Linked DNA regions of Mus musculus: region 2 is linked to region 1. The links are chromatin contacts, called in public Hi-C maps. All regions are on one chromosome and are shown on one strand. Each heading gives the region's core, a stretch centred on a gene start, on an enhancer-like site or on the middle of the called end of the contact. The rest is flanking DNA. Distances are from core to core; before and after follow the strand shown. Region 1 holds the start of Cdc40 (cell division cycle 40). Region 2 holds the start of Mtres1 (mitochondrial transcription rescue factor 1).

Evidence for each region. Hi-C and Micro-C count contacts between places; a contact is called where the count stands out from the background.
Region 2: a contact with region 1 is called in a Hi-C map of natural killer cells, with 8 times the contacts expected there. The contact joins the promoter of Mtres1 here to the promoter of Cdc40 in region 1. A contact is called at or near these places in 1 of 484 Hi-C or Micro-C datasets (natural killer cells) and 1 of 9 other capture datasets (liver).

The regions. Positions count from the first base shown.
Region 1 is chr10:40,881,767-40,884,599 of GRCm38.p6, forward strand. It overlaps Cdc40 (cell division cycle 40), which reads right to left and starts at 1,377. Exons shown (of 15, transcript NM_027879.2): 1 at 1,121-1,377. The coding sequence starts at 1,309. It overlaps Wasf1 (WAS protein family, member 1), which reads left to right and starts at 2,061. Exons shown (of 9, transcript NM_001379453.1): 1 at 2,061-2,304.
Region 2 is chr10:43,539,601-43,542,433 of GRCm38.p6, forward strand. Mtres1 (mitochondrial transcription rescue factor 1) reads right to left here and starts at 1,418. Exons shown (of 4, transcript NM_026411.2): 1 at 1,340-1,418.

The sequences.
Region 1 (2,833 bases), core at 127-2,626:
GTTTTTTGAGACAAGGTTTCCCCGTGTAGTCCTGGCTGTCCTGGAACTCACTCTGTACCAGGCTGGCCTCGAACTCAGAAATCTGCCTGCCTCTGCCTCCCAAGTGCTGGGATTAAGGCATGTGCCACCACTGCCTGGCAACTTTTTATTTTTTTATTTTTATTTTTTTAAGAAAGGATTTGTCTGAGCAATCTACACACACAAAAAAAAAATCACACTTCTACCTTATTCTTTGTTGTGGTTATTACCCCATCCCATCCCCACCCCACCCCCCACCCCCGGACACCCAGTGTTCAATTCAATCTGTAACTACTTTATTTGTCCACATTTAATTGGTTGTTTCACCCACGAGAATGATTCCAGTATGAACTATGATAGCAAAGATGTTCTGGTTGGTTGACCCTTGTGGCTTTAATCCTGTTGTTACTGGGAAACAATACATGCTCCATAGAGAACTATATTATAGAACTATAGAACTGGGTTTCCCCCTTTATCAACTTCCTCGGTTGGGTTCGTGCATGCTACTTCCTAAACTTTATGTCCTTTTCCCATTCATTGTATTAACACAAAGAATCACAATAGCTAACATGTATCGCTTTCCACTAGATAGATATTCGGCTCTGTGCTATAATCTTTACCATATAATTTCACTCAATCTTTACAATAACCCCCCGATAAATATGTTTTTATACAGCTATCTTCATTGCACAACTGTACAAAAGAACGTTGTGTAATTTGAAAGTAGTGAAGCCAGGATTCGTGCCGAGTTCCTCAAAAACAAAACAGTGCCTGGCCGTGGCTCACTTCTAGTGAGGGTACAAATTCTAGTTTGAAAGTCTTGATCCAATATTATCTATGCTCTGAACTTATAACTGATCTAATAAGGCTACATCTTAGTCTACAAATTCAAACTTTCCTCCTCTCCTGAACTAATTTTATCCGACGGAGATAGGAAGGACAGGGGTTAGTGGAGAGCTGCTCCGTACTTCTAATCGTCAAGGAGGATGTGGGAAGAGATGTAAACGCTAGTTACATACTTCTCAGCGCCAAGGTAGACCAGCCTCTAACCCGAGACGAGCTGAAAGCAGTTCCTGAGCTTATTAGTGTCCAAAACACTTACCTTAACTGCCACCTCCGGAGCCGAGTCCACCGCCACGGTCAGAGAGAGCTTGGCTGAAGGCGATTTGGTCAAGTGCATGAGAGAGTCCGCGGCTGGCAGCGGACACCGACTGCCCTCACTGTCCGAATCCGATTCGGACCCCGAGCCCGAGCCATACGAAGCAGCTAGAGCTGCAATCGCAGCCGACATGACTGCAACAGATACTCTCTGCTAAGGCCAGGCCAAGGCGGAAGAAGCAGCGTCTCCCAGGTCCTGTCAGATTGTCATGGAACTCGATATTTACCTCCTTTAAAAAAAATCATTTATAACTTCTCGAAAAAAACTTTATTATTGAGATAACTGTATCAAAACTTGAGATTCACAAACATTTATCTAAAGAAGCACAAGGGATTACAACTATTTGTAACTTTCAGGACCTCGTTGATTAAAGACCCAGTCCTGAGATGTGTTTGAAGCCTCGAGGACCTTCACTCCCGGCGTACAGTGCGGCGAGGAGCTCGCGGCACCATGGGAAATGTAGTTTGGAGCGAGGAGGTGGAGCCCGGCAGAGGGGGCCTGCCTTCGACCCCGCCCCCAAGAGGATGCTTCATTCAATTGGATGTCATCTTCCCTCATTCCCGAGCCCAGCACCGTTCTCTCCGGCCCCCTCCCCCAAAGTGCGGATCGGGCAATACCACAGAGCCTCAGGACAGGGGGAAGCGCCGTCCTCTTGCCCACGGACGGGTAAGTGGGTGGATGCTCATTCTCCCACCATGCCGCCGTACGCCCTGCAGGGTTCGAGGGGAGAGTGCGAATCCTAAGTTCAGAGACCTGGGACCCGTCCGGTGCAGCTCCGGGGAAAGGTCGTGAGGCCAGGCGGAGAGCGCCCCGCGGCTCCCCCTGCTGCAGGCGCGGGTCCCCGCGCCCGGTTGTGGAGCGTCGCGCGGGGAGGGGGCGGCGCAGGGCAGCGGCTGCTCGCGGTGTTGTTCGCTCGCGCGTCGAGCGCACCGCGGCTCGGGCGAGCAGTGGGCGCCCCCGGCGGCATTCCCGGCGGCCCGGCGCCTCAGCCAGTGCCCGGCGCGGCTTCCATCCCGCAGCCCGACGCTCCCGAGGGGCTCCTGGTGGCGCCCCAGTGCGGAGCCGGACCGGCGGCAGCCGCCGAAGCATGTAGAAGGGGTACGGCGCGAGCCCCCCACGGTTTCGCGGTGAGCACGAGTCTCTCAGGATTTTGTCCCTTTTTTTTCTTCCCGGGGTCCTGACGAGGGAACTGTTCTCCACCGACCCGAGCCGAGAGGGGCGTGTGGATGAGCCGGGGTCTGCAGCGGCGGCGATGGATGGGCGCGCCGCCCCCGCCCCCATCCCGGGCTCCCCCGCGCCCGCCGCCCAGCAGCCCGGGCTGCGCGTGGAGGACGAGGCGTGGGATCTCGGGCGCGGGGACTGGCCCGAGGCTGCTCTGGGTGCAGCATCTGCGGCTCTCACCTGCGGCGCGGGGTTCGGGGCTCCGATCCCGCCGCTCCGCCCTTGTGCATCGGCGCCGGCGAAGGCTGCAGCCAGTCGCGGAGCCCTCGGCTCGCCCGGCGTGCCAGCGGTTCTGAAAAGCGAGCCCTGGCCGCGGGTCTTTGCGCCGCGGCTCTCTGCACGACCATGGTAAAGCGAGTGCGGGCATCCCTTTATATTCCAGTTTGGAAGAGAAGGCAGAGAGGGTGCTGGCTCTTTTGATGCCTGGAAATGGGG
Region 2 (2,833 bases), core at 168-2,667, 2.7 Mb after region 1:
AGGTGGAAGATAAGGATGGTGTAAGCATGCCAGAGAGAGCTTGTTTTCATAACAAAGCCACGTACTCCCTTAATACCCACTAATACCGACTGTCCATTCTTCAGAAAGAACCTTCATGGCCCTGCTCTTCCTAAAGGTACTGCACCAAATTCCTAACACATGAAACTAGGGGGACACATTCTGGACAAACTAGGGACCTTTGTTCCAGACAGGCCTAGAACACTCTCACTTAGGTATCTGCAAGGAAACTCACCTTCAAGTCTAGACTCAAACACATCCCCTCAGCGGGGCCTACCCATTCCATTCCAACTATTCCAACGCAACTCCACCTTGCCAATCGGTCCCCTTTACCACACTTACCCCACCCCCAGAGCTAATCACAGGCTGCTGTGTAATTTACCAGATGCTGTCTGCATGTGCATACACTCCACAAGACTAGACTTCTTCTTCATCCCTGTTTTATTTATCTCACGTGCACAGAAATAGTGCCTGGTAATTAAAAACTTGCAGAAGCTAGGAACGCTGTTGCAAGCCTATAATTCAAGCATCTGGGAAAGAGGCAGGAGCTCACGTGTTCAAGGACATCGTTCACTATAAAAGTAAGAAGCCAGTCACAACGAGGCCGCCTTAAAAAAGTCTTATAGACCTAAGTCTGGAGGTCACCCAGACGGCACGAGAGATACAGAGAGTTTTAGTAGGAAAGTAACCCGGCAGGAGTCCATATGAAAAAATCTCCTTGACGGCAGTTTGCATTAGAGATGACTAGGAAAGAAAGCCCGTAAGGTTCGTTTCGGGTGAGATTTCTATAAAGCTATAGACTCTATAACGAAGGCTAAGACTGGCAGAAGAGCAGTGTTTAGGATACACAGGCAAAGCTGTCCTTGACCTGCACTACGCTGGGAGTGGATCCACGTTCCTTAGCGTGTCACCGCTCTGTAAGACCCGGGCCTGGCCTCCAGTTGGTTGGGTCTACAGCTACGAAACCCTTCCCTTCTGCGGACGTCGGAAGCGGACTTCTACACAAGATCGAGTTCCCCTGGAGCCCTCCCATCCCGAACCTTCCCCAGGTCCCCCAAGGTCAAAGGAAACTGGACACTCCCACGCCGCCCAGCCCCGAGTCAGTGTGTCTGCAGCTTGCTGCACCCAAGTCCGGGGACGCACAGCCTGGGCCAGCTTAATTCCCACGGTCCCGGGGTTCGAGAGGCGTCCCTAGGCAACCCCAACTCTGCGGAACGGGAAGGGTTCGCAGACACGGCCGGAGCGCCGCAGGGCAGAAGCCAGCCGAGGGCGAAGCGCCCGGCGAGGGGCTGAGCCGGCGGGCCAGTAGGGGCGCACTCACCTGCGCAGTCCGCTGGTCCCTCCCCGGACCGCGCCGACCGCAGGCGGGAGCCACCTCCGCACCTGCCCCGCCTCTTCCGCCCCAGCCTACGCAGAGAGTGGACCCCTAGGCGCATCTGAGCACGGTGGTGGCCTCACAGCGTCCCCTGCTGGACGCGGCGCCTTGGAGGACCACGCTGTTGAGGTCGGGGTGTGGGGAAGTGAGGTGGGGGGGGGGGGGGGGGGGAGAGGGGACGTGGGAGGCCCATCCCAGGCCCGCTGAGCTTGGCAGCCAGTTCCAGAAGAATTTGGTTTGGAAGCAAAAGTTCTTTCTCTCGAATAGCCAAAGCCCTGAACTTCTTAGTGAGTTATAGATGTTGTCTCCAGAAAACTGTCTTAACATCACAGAATATAAGAGTTTACTTCTAACCCGTCCGTGTGTAGGTGTATCGCTGTAATCCCAACACTGGAGAGACCGAGGTAGGAAGAATGGGGGTTCAAGGTTTTCCTTGGGTACATGACTAGGAAGTTCGAGGCCAGGCTGAGCTACAAAGAAATAAATATAAATGGGAATAAATAAAATACCTCACATTGGGTGTGATCCTATCATTGGGGGAGTGGAGGCAGAAAGATCAAGTAAGTCACTTGACCTGTCTTTGGCTACATAACAAGCTTGAGACCAGCTTGGGTTACATGAAACCCTGTCTCAATATATCAACCCCTGACCCCCCACCCCCCAAAAAAAACTAAGTCACACCGTTTTCGTTCAGTTTTCTTGCCATGCCAGAAGTGATTGGACAGGGGTTAGAGTCTAGGAAAACACGGTTTAGTGGAACCAGTGAAAACAAACCTTGGGAGTCAGATGGAATATAGCCCAGACACTAGAGTACAGTCAGTTTCACAAAAGTTGTTTTTTTGTTTTGTTTTGTTTTGTTTGTTTGTTTTTAAAACGTAAATACTTTTACGTGTATGAGTGTCTTTGCCTGCATGTACCATGTGCCTCTATGCTGAAGGAGGCCAGAAGAGGGCATTGCATCTCCTGGGACTGGAGTTACAGATGGTTGCTAACCACCATGCAGATGCTGGGAATGGAATCTGGCTCATCTGGAAGAGCAGCCAGTGCCCTTCCCTCTGGAGCCCAGGTTTAGATATGTTTGCGTTAACGTTTGTTGGGATATATGCTGTATTAAACGAGAAGTAGCCTTCCTGATTTTCTTCTTTTTCAGACGTTTCCCTTCCAAGTCTGTGAGCTCTGTTCCCCGCCTTTTCATTGATGCTCCTTTCTCCTAAGTTGGCACAATAGTTTCTTGATTGTGTTTGTATAAGAGGAATGCACAACTACAAATTGTTTCAAATGCTGAAATGATACATCTACACGGTTGACATTGTGAGATCAGGAGGGATACACAGTTGCATTTACTTGTAGGTCAACACCTGCCATCATGTTTGACCTAGGGAACTCAGGTCTTTTAGTCTTGGCAGCGAAAGCCTTTATCCTTTGAGCCAGTTCACCACC